2 separate regions of the Mus musculus genome follow, and region 2 is linked to region 1. Evidence: chromatin contacts called from public HiChIP or PLAC-seq data. All regions are on one chromosome and are shown on one strand. The core of a region is the stretch at or near the end of the contact, and the rest is flanking DNA. Distances in the headings are between cores, read along the strand shown. Region 1 has its middle 5.5 kb from the start of 4930503O07Rik. Region 2 overlaps Plxna2 (plexin A2).

Region 1 (6,006 bases), core at 3,283-5,782:
ACCTCTTGGCAGTCAGCAGAGTGGGAATCCCAGACCCTCCACTGTCCCCTGGACTGGGTCCCTAAAAAGCATTGGATTCCTAGTACTGAAGGAATCTGCCTCCCTGGGAAAGTCTTTGAGCAGAGAGAAAATTCGATAGGATTTCTTGGTTTGGGGTTGTATAAATGGAAGGAATCTTCAGTAAGGAAGAAGTCCAAATTAAAATTCATGATTGAGATTCTCTTAGGCACCCATACATGTAAAATCTGTCACATTCAGACCATGGAAATAATGACTGACTTTTGTAACTTATCATGACGATGATTATCACTCTTAAATTTTTGTTTTGTTTTAAAACAATGGCTCTGTTTGTGGCCCAGTGTGACCTATGCAGATTGATTTGGCCTCAAACTCACAGTCATTCTCTTTCAGCCACAGGAAAGACAGATGTGTGCAATCGCACCCAGCTAAAGTACTTTTTCACTGTAAGTTGCTACCAACTGTATACCTAACAGGCAGTATGCTGGGCCATGAAAATAGAAAACTCAAGACAGGGCACTTCTTTCATGGAATCTACCAAATATTAAAAAATAAAAAATGAAAAAAAATCATAAAACCAAGGCAGAAGGAAAAGCTCTTCTTGACTCTGGCTGTATTTACTACAAGCATGTTTCGCTCGCTGCAGGTAGGGTGAGTAAAAGCACCTTCTCCCCTGATCTTTTCATTCTGGATACTAACCTCACAGACACACCCCTGCATCTTTTATACCCGTCCATCTACAGCCAGCAATCTCTTCTCCTGGAGCAGAGTGGTGCTGTTTCCACTCAGGTATATCTGCCTGGCTATTAGGCTTCTTGTTTCCTAGAGCCAACAGACTTAAGTCTTGGAAAGGATTTTAATTGGTAGAGATGCTGATTGCTCTAACTGGCTAATGGGCCGCCTGGGAACATGTGTAATATTTATTTATGAATTAGACGGTCATGCACTGTGAAGTCCTATTTCCTCACAAGGACAGCATGCAGCTACCTTTGGAGAGTGTGAATTCTCTGCAGGCAGAGAAAGGAGCCAACACTCTGTTCCAGGGCAGGTGTGCAGAGGTGTCAAGAGGAAAAGAACAGTCCCACCAGACACTGGGCAGGGTGTCAGGGAGCAGGGAAAAGACAGAGTTCCAAGGCTCACCCTCCTTATTCTCTGCACCTGAAGGTGGAACTTTTAGCAGGAAATTACAGGTCAAAGGAATGTGTTCTTCCTGATTTCAACTGAATTTCTCAGTTTTCAGTGTGTCTGAAAGATCTTACCTTATAGACTGAAAATATGGTTAAACTAGTCTATGTCATTTAGGGAAGAATTCTAGCAGCTGATTTTCATCTTACTTCAGTGCAAGTGCCCTTCACTATGATTCTCAAGACAGTGGCTGATATCAAACGTCTGTTATAGACATAGCACTTTGAACCCCCCCCCCACACACACACACAGTGGCAAGTCTAAGGCCCATACTCTCACTGACCTAGACCCCAAATTGAGTTTTTAAAGATTCTACATTTAGATCTCTGTCCATTCCTGTGTTTTAACAATTCACAGGTGGTTGAATGACAAGGCTAGCGTGCTCACACACTTACACAGGCACCCACCCTCCCTTACCTGTTGGGAAGCTATCCCAAGGTCAAGTTACCAAGTGCAGATCTCACACCCTGGCTTAGTCCCAGGAGGCCCTCAGCAGACTAACAGTGAAAGTTGATGGTTTCCAATGGATGGCACTTTTTGTTTGTTTGCATTTAATTTTTAAAGTAATGAAAGTAAATCAAGTTCAAAATGCTAACTTTGTTGTTGTTGTTAATGGAATTGGAAAGTATAATGTAGGTTTCCTGAGGCTGAACAGCAGATTTAAATACAGGACTGGGGAAGCAACTCAGATAGAGCATTGCCTAGCATAAGCAAAATTGTGGTGGTCTATTAGAAGCCAAAGAGAAGGCACAGAGAGAAGAGCCGAGTGTCACACTTAATGACATTGTCCCTAATGGAAGGACCATTAGGAATAATAAACATTCTCATATTGCATTCTGCTGCCTTAGTCCAATTTTTCTTCTCTTTCCCAGAATCAGGGGAAAATAAAAAAAAAAAAAACAACCAAAAACATTTTTCAAAGAGTAGAAACCTCTACTGTAATAGTACACAAAATCTAGACACTGGGAAGCCAAGGCTAGGAGAGTGGGATAGGACAGATGTCAGTTCTACCTCTGACTGGAATTGTGACCTAGAGCAATCAATTTATTGATTGGTCTTAAGAATCTTTTATGACTAAGTTTGTTCTTTGACATTTTCCTACATGTACACAATGCATTCTGATTATTCTCATCACCCTACCCCTTTTACCTATCCCTATAAGTTCTTATTCTGTATTCATATATATGAATATATATGTAAATATATATATGTGTGTGTGTGTGTGTGTGTGTGTGTTTTGTTTGGTTTTGAAACAAAACAGAACATCTCTGTGACCATGGGATTGGGTAGGCTCAACAGTGATTATTAAACCACTAGCTGTGATTCCTCTGATAGTGGCCACTAGTTCAGTAGGAAGCCTGGTCCCCTTGAGACTCTCATCCATGCTTAGCTGTTAACTGTCCCACTCTGTGCAGACTTTGGAAAGGCAAACACAGTTTAATTGTTTTCTTAATTCAAATGGTTATATCATGTCTGGAAGATGACCCCATATCCTCCCATGTTTTGTGTCTTGTATTCCTTCTCCTGTCCTTCTTCAGTGTTTCCCAGACCTGAGAGGGGATAGTATAAATGCCACATTTATAACAAAGCATTTAACTTCCCCTATTCTCAGAACCTGGAATGGTCATATGTATCTGTGTCCACTGCCTTTCATTGCAGAAACTTCTCTGTTTAAGCCTTGAATTTTTCATGGACAAATTCTAGTGCAGACAAAAAGTAGTTCACATGTCCGTATGCTGGATCCGCTAATGCTGTCACTTCTTCCAGGCCTTCCAGATCTGTTGTGTGTGCATAGAAATGGGAGAAACAGGAAATACACTTTAAAACAAAACATTTTCACAGTGGAAGAACCAAAGGAAAGGTAGAGTCTGGAAGCCCTGAAACTTTAAGCTGGCCCAAGAAAGAGGGAGAATGCCAGGGCTGGAAGCCCTGAGCTGACCAAAGAGGTTCTTGGTAGAAGAAAGCAACGGCATTAAAAAAAAAAAATACAAACAAACACCTAGTTAGAACAGAAATCAATATACTGAGGAGAAGGCAGCCAGCTAGATCAGCCACCAGGGTCTCTCTGTCCTGAGGTGGCTTTTGGCTGTGTTGCTTTAGTAGTGCTTTGTTCATAGGCTCCTAGATCAGCTTGCTCTTGGAAACAGTTGCAAAGCATATACACAAAAAGAGAAAAATGTATCTGCTGGTAGACTTAACACTGTCCCCTGGACTTTAGCCTCCTAGAGCTCTTTTTTTTCTCCTTTCTTTCTCTCCTTTCTTCTCAGTCCCTCCCTCACTTCTTGAGGTCCTCCCTCCCTCCCTTTGCCTTTCTCTCTTCCTCTCTTTTTGCTCTCTCGTCTCCCTCTACCCCTCCTCATCTTCTTTCTCCCACCCCTGCTCCTTCTGTTTCCTTCCATTCCATTTCTCTTTCCCCTTGTCCTCCTTCTTTCTCTTGACTTTTTTCTCTATTTTCTGCCTTCTCTGTCTTCAACCATCTGACCCTCTGTCTAGGTGAGGGGTCAGCCTCTTACCTTTAGTAATATCCTACTTTTCTGCCACCAAAAAAATCCCTGCAGATCCACACACCTCACATACCTAAATTATTGCTGTGGTGTCTTTATCAATAAGTAATTTTAAAAAGAGAACCCTGGGCATCTCTTGGTAGCAATCAGCAGAAAAACTGTTCCGTGAATTGAGTGGAAGGAGGCTTCCTTTGATGGGTATCAGATATGTTTTTAGTTTGTGTGGTGGGGGGAGAGTTGTAAAAGGAGGTAACCAGTAAAGAATGGTGAAAACTCAACCCCATTTCATTAAATCCTCATGAATATGCAAAAGAGGACTAATTGCCCTCTTCAAAAACTAATCATTCTGAATTTTACAAGTTGAATTATAAAAACCTGACACACTTATTTTTCTCTTTTATTATATTTGTAAGCATTACTCCTTTCTGCAAAGGAAATCAAATCCTATTTCTGTCAGCTGCTCTGGTTCCCCCTCCCCCTTTCTGCTGCGACCTGCTTCTCCCCTTCCTCTGCCTAGCACTGCTGCAGCCTGGCCATGTGTATTAATTGCCCTGTGAGAGGCGCTTGCAGTCATTAGAATTCCCCGTTCAGAACTATTATCTTGTGCCATTGTGCCTTTGCATTATATTTATTTAAATGTGCCTCTTCTGAATTAGCTCATTTTTAACAGCTAGCCATGCCTGAAATATCGTCCCATCCAAGCTGTTCCCATATCATTTTTCTTTCCTTGGTGGAAGAGAAGTCTGCATCCAGCCTTCCATTCCAACAGGGCAGCTTTGTTAGGAGCCAGAAGCTGCTTTGTGTGGCAGCTTCCTGGAAAGAACTCTCTGCTCAGACCCTGTATGTAGGAAGATAGCCTCCAGAACATACTAGACTCTCACTAGAGGAGTGTCTTCTCAGGGACGGGCTGCAGGTTTCCTACCATGTGATTTTCATTGAGGAAAGAAGATGTCTACACAAGTTTCTAGTCGTTTCTTGAACTTTTGCATTAGAGATTCCCAAGTTGATGCCAAATTCTTACTGGCAGATACTCAGGAGCCATCAGCTGTCTCCAGAGTCACCCCGACTCAGGGCAGTGTAATGAATTAAATGGTCACACAAGTTTTCTCTCAGGCCTCCACTTCCCAGGGCTGCTAAGAAAGTTCTGGCTGGAATGGGAATTTCTGTTTCTGTACTAAGTCTAAACTGACAGGCCTCCATATCAAACTGGTTTTTTGTTTTGTTTTCTTTTGTTTTTTTTCCTGTTTTTCCTTGTCTACCTCATGTGCCCATCTTCCCATTCAGAACAGACAACATAGTTTAAAGCTGAGCAGAGACTATATTCTTTTGTTGTTGGTGGTGGTGGCAGTGTTTTATTAATAATTAATTAATTTTACATCCCAACTGCAGTTTCTCCCCCCTCTTTTTCTCCCATTCCTTCCTCTTTTCACCTTGCCTCCCATCCCCCATTCTACTCTTCCTCCTCCTTTGACTTCATTATTCTTACAACTCCAGACTTCAGAGAGATTTTTCTCTGGACCATTGCTGCCCAGCTCATAGGATCTCTATGTCTCATTTGCATAAAGGCACACAGCCAAAGACACAGCATACCCCCCCTCCTGTAAGTGGGGGCTTGTGGTCGTCTCATCATGCCCTCATTATTCCTTTTATCTTGTGAGGAAACTGGAATAAAAGGCCTTAAGCAAGGTTAATAATCTAGTGAGTAGTGAAGAATGAATTTGTGCACAGGTTCATATTAGATTTATTTTCTTCCCACAACACCAAGCTGGCAGCATTGGAAATAAAGTCGATATGTTGGCATGAATATTTGGCAGAGAACATCAGGAAAGGCATTATGGACAGGGTGGGCCAGATGTTTGATTTAAAGCTGAAGAGAAGTGCTTTGTGATATGGGGAGAAAGATAAACACATTTGTCTCTGTAAAAATAGTAAGTTCAGACGCCAGCATGCTTGGGGGGGGGGGGGTCTTGCAAGTTTTATAAGATGTATTGAAGAACAGCTTTTGGGAACTATCATGAAAGTCCCCCAAGCACAAAAATATTTACCCAGAATGTCTGGTTCATAACCAACCCTTTAACAAGGTTTGTGAATGAACATGAGATCTTGCTGCCCATGTTCATAGAGGCATACATGCTTCTACAACTTGCACACATGAGTGTGGGGTCTCCAGATCTGGGGTCTAGCACCAACACAGTGCTATCATCTTGGCTGGCTCTGAACACATCTTCTCAACGTGCTGTGTGAAGACTGACAGGGGAAGGAGCTCCCTGGTTCCTCTGAGTGTCGAAGATCAAGAGGA
Region 2 (6,250 bases), core at 658-3,157, 510 kb before region 1:
CCATAAGGTTAGACAACAAAGTCCAGGCCTGCTCAGTCAGACCTCCATCTTTCCAGTTGGTTTGTAGGTGTGCTGACATTTAGAAGCCTCTGGCACAGCTGACTTAAGCTTCTTTAGGACATTTTTAAATGGCAGGTCTTGGGGTCAGGATAAATAAGAACCAGACTGCCCTTAGGCTATGGGAAGAAGTAATGTTTTAAGAGCCTGGATGCAAACAAAAGAATTCTGGGGACTTCTTCAAACCCAAGGAGAAACGAGCTTCCTCCATCAGATGTTTAGCTTTATTTTAGTTTAGTTTTGGAGACAAGGTCTTTCTAGGTAGCTTAGGCAGGAAATCTCCTTCCTCCTGCCTTTGTGTGCTACCATACCTTGCTTGAGAAATTAGGTCCTTTTAAGTCTTAGTCCTTGGAATCTTCAAGTATCCAAGTTCAGACCTGAGAAGTTTGGGGCAGACCTGTGTGGAGCCCAGGAGGTAGTCTTGCACTTGCTAGAACCAGATAGAGCCAGGCCTCAGGCCTCAGGAGAATGGGCGTTTTTGTTTTTTTTGTTTTTTTTCCTAAAGTGGGTATGATATATTGTGAGCAGGGCTTTTCCAGGGCCAATTCAGAGTTTAATGGAGCACTCCTTGATTCTTTAGTCAGTGTTTGCTTATTACTTCATCTTAACTAGGCTAAAGCTCCTCCAGTGAGTACTGGGATCTCAGATTCCTGGATTGGCTTAGGAGTTCTGAGATGAATTATATGGGAAGACTCGGACAGAAGGGCATCATCTCCTGCCCCTGCATGCCTGCTGCCTCCCTGGCACCCATGAGCTACTACCTCTGACTGGGTTCCACCCTCACACTCCACATTCTTTCCTGTTTGAGCTTATGTCTTATAATTACACTTCTAATGAATATAACTGTCCTATTAAGTCATTTACTTAAGAAATAGTCCTAATTAAAGATGACTCATGCTATGTTCTTAGCTCCTGTGGCCCAGGGGGCCCTGCATTGTTGGTGCCTTCTGGAACCTTAATTAGTAGGGCTCAGTGGGGTATACATGTGGGGTCTCTTCCCCCAACTCTCTCCACTCAGTACACTGGGCTCATTAGGGATATCCTAGGATTATGATTGGCTGTGGGGATAAGTCTCTGGGGGAAGCTACTTGAATCTTCCTTGTTCCTGAAGTTCTTGAAGACCATTCCTGAGACAGGATGATTCTGGGACCCTGATAAAACTTCCATACTCACACTGGGCAGATGCCTTGCACAGTTTCTGTCTACAGAGAAATGCATAAATTTCTAGATGCAAGAATTCCCAGAAGTAATAGAGCAAGACCTCAAAGCTGACTGTCCAAAAGGACAGAACACTAGTGTTCATCTGCTACCCTGTATGAAAACCTGGAAGGAGAAAAGTGGTTTTGATACCTGTACCTTCCAGATGAACACCTGACTTGAAAGTAGAAGACTTCTGTGATATAGATCATGCCTGAGTCCCAGGTGTTCAATGAACCTTTTGGTCATCTAATTTGTGAGACAAAGGGGTGCATTCTTTACCCTGTTAGAACCCATAGTTCAGTGGGAATCAAGACTCATTCCAGTGGAGTAAAAGCTATAATGGAGGTAAAATCAAGGTATAGTAGTGGCTCAGAGGCCAGGGCAGTAGCTAACCACTTGCTGCAGGGGTAGCAGCTGGAGTACAGTATTCAGAGTCTCACAGGATTCCTTTGGGACCATGTAAATGAGAGACAGAGTAGGAGGGAAAGGATAAGGGAAAGCTGTTCCCCAGACACTGAACATCTAATCCTCTGCTTCTCTGGAATTTGCTTGCCCCCTGCCAGATGGGACACCTGTCCCTACATGTGTGCCCTGCTCCTGACACAAAGAAAGGAACACAGGCTTTCTCCATGGCTGAGAGCCAGGTGACAGGGTGGGAGGTGTCATAGACAGCCTGGCTGGAGCATGCAGTTGCCCTAGTCAACAACAGTCTGATCCCCAGGGCCAGGGGCAAAGCACACAGCAGCTGAAACTGATGGAAATGACTCCCTGGCCTCTTTCCTCCCTTTGTGCCTTTTGTAGCAGTCCTTCCCTACAGATTGTTTTTGACCCAAGTTTGTAGGATTTCAGCTGAGCCCATTTTCTTCTCTGCCAGCACTAGAGAATCATTCCCTGAGTCCTGTATAGACAAAGGCCTACTGCAAAGGGGGTTAAATTCATAGAATGATCTCAGTTTGATCTGCCCAACTCCAAGAGAGCAGATCATTGCATTTTATTATATGCTATGATCCAGGCTGGATCCAACAGAAAATTAAGGCACCAAAGAGTTGTCTTCACTGTCTGTTACACTGAGTGGGAGTGGCTTTATCCCTGAGACAAGCTGTAAAGGCTCCTGCTGTGGGATAGGAAAGATAAATTTCAGGAGAGAGGCAATGGGCCAGATCTGAAGCAGAGTAGGTCTAGGAGGTTGGAGGCCTCCTGTACCTGCAGCAGAAAGCACCTAATGGTGCTAGCTGATGGGATATGGGATGGGTCTTGTTGTCTTGGTGGGAAGGCCTCCACCAAGTCATGTCACTGTTATAACTTGTTGCAAACACTGTGGAGAGCCCAGTGAGGATTCTGCCTAGCAACAAAGGGTCTATCCTGTTTCTACACCAATGGTAGTCAAGGTCCTCACAGAGAGTAAAAGGCTGCTAGTGGCTAGGAAAGCCCACCTATAGCTCTGATTCTCTCATGTATGCTTGAGATAGCCACTCTAAGTCACACCTCTAGACCTATCTTGTACTATAGCCCCCTTGGCCTGTCATGTCTCTATCCAAAATTACATACATGTATCTTTTTTTCTGCACAGGGACAAAGCTGATTGAGTACTGGGTATCCAAAGCCACCCAGGGACAGTGTAAAGGTGTGGAGGCTCCAGTAAGATCAGGTGGCTGACAGAGTGCTGGATGGCATCACCTTGCTCTGAGCTTAGGAGTCAACACAGGATATGGAATAAAATAAAGCAGCAAGAACAATTTTCTAATAGCTGCCACTGACCTAGTAGCTCCTACATACCAGACACTTGACATGTACAATCTTATTTATTCCCTATGCTTAACCTTATATAGACATGCTTGTAGTCTTGTTTTCCCATTAGAACACAGAGTCTCAGATAAAGTAAACTGTCAGGGTCACATGATTTGTCAGTGGAAGAAACAGAGTCCAGGTCTGTCTGTTTCCCACATAAAGGCAGTGGGCAAGAGCAAGAATTAAAGGAAAGCTTCTCCTTCCAGACTGTTCCAGGTCTGACAGCCAGCACATCCTTCCCACATACCTCTCTGCTACTTTGCTGCATCTCAACAGTGTTTTAATTGGTGAATCAGAAGCCAGAGAGCACAAAATGAGATAATAAAGTAAAGAGAGAGAGACAAATCACAGAGAGAGACAGTTGGCTGCTGAGGTGTTTTATAAGCTGATGATGACCATAATGGAAGAGCCATGAGCAGATCCCAGCCATGTGAGTCTCCTGAAGAAGAGGAATGATTTTATTCCTGTCTGGCCTGTGGTTCCCAGTGTGGCTCTAGGCTTTTTTGTGATGACCATATCAAAGTGGGGTAATACTACCAGACCAGATGATCTTGGGAATTACCCGGCAGGCAGCACTCCTCTGAGTCCATACTTTCAGCAGCCATCTTTTCTACCAATCAACACCCAGTAATGTAGTCATTATTATTTATCTTCATGACTAGATCTCTACCTCTACAAAACAATAATCACATCCAGATATCCTTAAAACTTAATAAATCAAATGCCATCAAGGACCTGCCTGTCCTCTAAGTTATGAAAGTCTATGAGCATTGCCACTAAGAAAAATGAGGTACAAACTCCAGAAACCCAGAAGTACTTCTTAAGCCTGTGGCTACAGCTTCAGAAATACACAGCTTCCTGACCCTGAGCTGATCTGAGGTCATGTCCTAAGACTCCTGACTATCTGTAGATCTGAGGGTAGAGCAAGTTCAAAGAGAAAATCTATTTTTAATGACTTGGGTGAGAGGGTAGTGGCTGAGTAATTCAGAGTAATTAAAGCTATTTATCACTCTGAGAGAAGTACAAAGTTGGTTGAGATTTTCAGACACATTTCCTCTCTTTCCTATGTTTCTGCAGAGGTCCTACAGAAGTCAAGATGGAAAGAATAGGAACTAGGCCTCTAGCCACAAACAGTGTGATTCAACCTTCTAGTGAGCAAAGGCCCCCTGAGCCCTGCTCTGGTATTGCAGTCAGGTAGGCCTTGGACTCTTTAGGAACTCTCTCTAGAGCAACAGACACTGTATATGCTGGTTAAGAAGTGGTTAGAAGACAGTCCTCATTTCAAGTTCAGTTCCTGCTCATGTTACCTATAGTGCAGTAAGCTTAGACCTTTTTGAACTTTTGTTTCCTTCCACACAATGGAAGCAACCATACTATCAGTTCTTCTTTGAGAAATATGTGACATGTCTTCATAAATAATGGACTTGTGTACAGTTGGTGCTCAATCACTCAACTCATTCTCCAATAGCAATCCTCTTAGAGGGGACAGCATGCACATGGGAAGGTATCAGGAGGGCCCAGCTTTTAGTGTTGCCAGTGTCCTTGAGCATTTCCACCTGGCCTCTCTGGGCTGAGCCTGTTCATCTACCCTAAAGGAAGAGGACAATACCTGGAGAACAGTACAGCCCCTCCAACTACTGATTCCTGACAGAATCCCATCATTGTACGGGGTCTAGGGTTCTGGGCTGAAAATGCCAAATTAAGCTTAGTCTCCTATGAATGAAGGTAAAACAGATTGGATAGAAAGGCAAGGGACAAAGCAGACACCCCAGTATCTTTCAATAGCACACTGTTTTTCCAGCAGGACTCCTCAGCTGGAAACACTAGGGAGGTAGAAGTGAGGCCCTTTCTAGTTTAGAATTCTGGAGGGACCTACAGAGAATCATCAGTAATGCTGATGCTGTGTTGTCTCCATGACAACAGTGGATTTATTCAGTTAGGGAAAACAGGTGGGATAGGAAACAGGAGTTGAGAAGGATTGAGAAAAAAGGAGCTAAGAAATAATTTAAACAGATCTCCTATCTTGAAGCTGGATGCCTGAGATTAGCAATATCCTAGTTCCCTATGGAGCCAGCATCTACTCATAACCAAGGAGAGGAACCTGGTCAGTCCCATCCTTGCAATCCATACTGGATCCTTGTCAAGAACTGCCTCCAGTAAGGCTCCTAGCCATGGGGTCCAAGTCCAGCCTTATCACATTGAGCTCAGATTTATCTGTGTTGTGCTCCTGCCTAATAGACCCTGGGCTCTGGCTTTGCCCTGTACTCATGGTTCTTGACTTCTAGTGACTGAGAAAGTATGAAAAATAGGCCACAAAGCTAAGTTTGACCCCAAATCCCCTTTATAGGAGAAAATGCCCATGGCCTTTGGTATAGGAAGGTGAGGTTAGGGGTCAGACATGCCAAGGGAAGAAGTCCAAGAGGAGACTAGTCAGGGACACAGGATAAGAATGCCTTTGAAGGGACTTAACTAAATGGCAGACTTTGGTGTCTAAGATGTAAACTGAGACTGGGAATCTTTTTTAAAGGGGGGAAATTTTATCAATGCTCCTGAAATTAGCTACTTTTGACAATAGTCAAAAGTTCTGGTCTGATTTCACAATGATACAGAAGCAGAAATTCTCAACAGACACCATACTCAACTTTTCAATTTTGATCATAGCTACACTGATGTACAGAAAGCTTCTCATAGTGTTTCATAGGGAAGCAAGATGAAGTTCTCAGTTACATGTGAATGAGTATGGACAACTGGTATTTCACAATGGATTATGTTACTAGTGGTTTTAAAGAAATGTAATACACACACACACACACACACACATTAAATGTAAATATAAAGGCACACACCTTTAATCTCAGAGCTCAGGAGGTAGTGACCAAACATGTCATTCTGAGTTCAAGACCAGTCTGGTTTACAGAGCGAGTTCTAGGACAGTCAGAGACACACAGAAACTCTGTCTCAAACCCTTCTCATGCCAAAAAAATCTCATTCAAGCCCCAAAACACCCATCTGTATGTCCATAAGCTATTCAACACCTCATTTTAAGACAGCTCCATGTGAGATGAATTTTGCCCAAGTGCAAGCTTATGTGGGTGTCCTGATAACATTTAAGGTAGAATTATATAGGATCGTCTCTTCTTCCTTTACTTGTTCTCCTATCTCCTCTTTTTCTCCTCCCTTCCTCCTTCCCTCCCTCCCTTCCTCC

Evidence for each region. HiChIP or PLAC-seq counts read pairs in DNA pulled down with a chosen protein or histone mark.
Region 2: a contact with region 1 is called in an H3K27ac HiChIP or PLAC-seq map of stem cell-derived neural progenitor cells, with 6 times the contacts expected there. The contact joins two enhancer-like sites. A contact is called at or near these places in 1 of 484 Hi-C or Micro-C datasets (brown adipocytes) and 2 of 115 datasets of contacts at active chromatin or transcription factors (astrocytes and stem cell-derived neural progenitor cells).

What each region holds. Positions count from the first base shown.
Region 1 is chr1:194,225,262-194,231,267 of GRCm38.p6, reverse strand. No RefSeq gene overlaps it. Among named protein-coding and RNA genes, the nearest start is that of 4930503O07Rik, 5.5 kb to the right of the region's middle. Within about 2 kb of position 4,532, at least 30 of the 459 cell types and tissues checked have an H3K27ac peak or open chromatin away from gene starts, as enhancers often do. A contact at or near this core is called in stem cell-derived neural progenitor cells, where this site is marked.
Region 2 is chr1:194,735,653-194,741,902 of GRCm38.p6, reverse strand. All of the region lies in intron 4 of Plxna2 (plexin A2), which reads right to left. Among named protein-coding and RNA genes, the nearest start is that of Gm46202, 19 kb to the right of the region's middle. Within about 2 kb of position 1,907, at least 30 of the 459 cell types and tissues checked have an H3K27ac peak or open chromatin away from gene starts, as enhancers often do. A contact at or near this core is called in stem cell-derived neural progenitor cells, where this site is marked.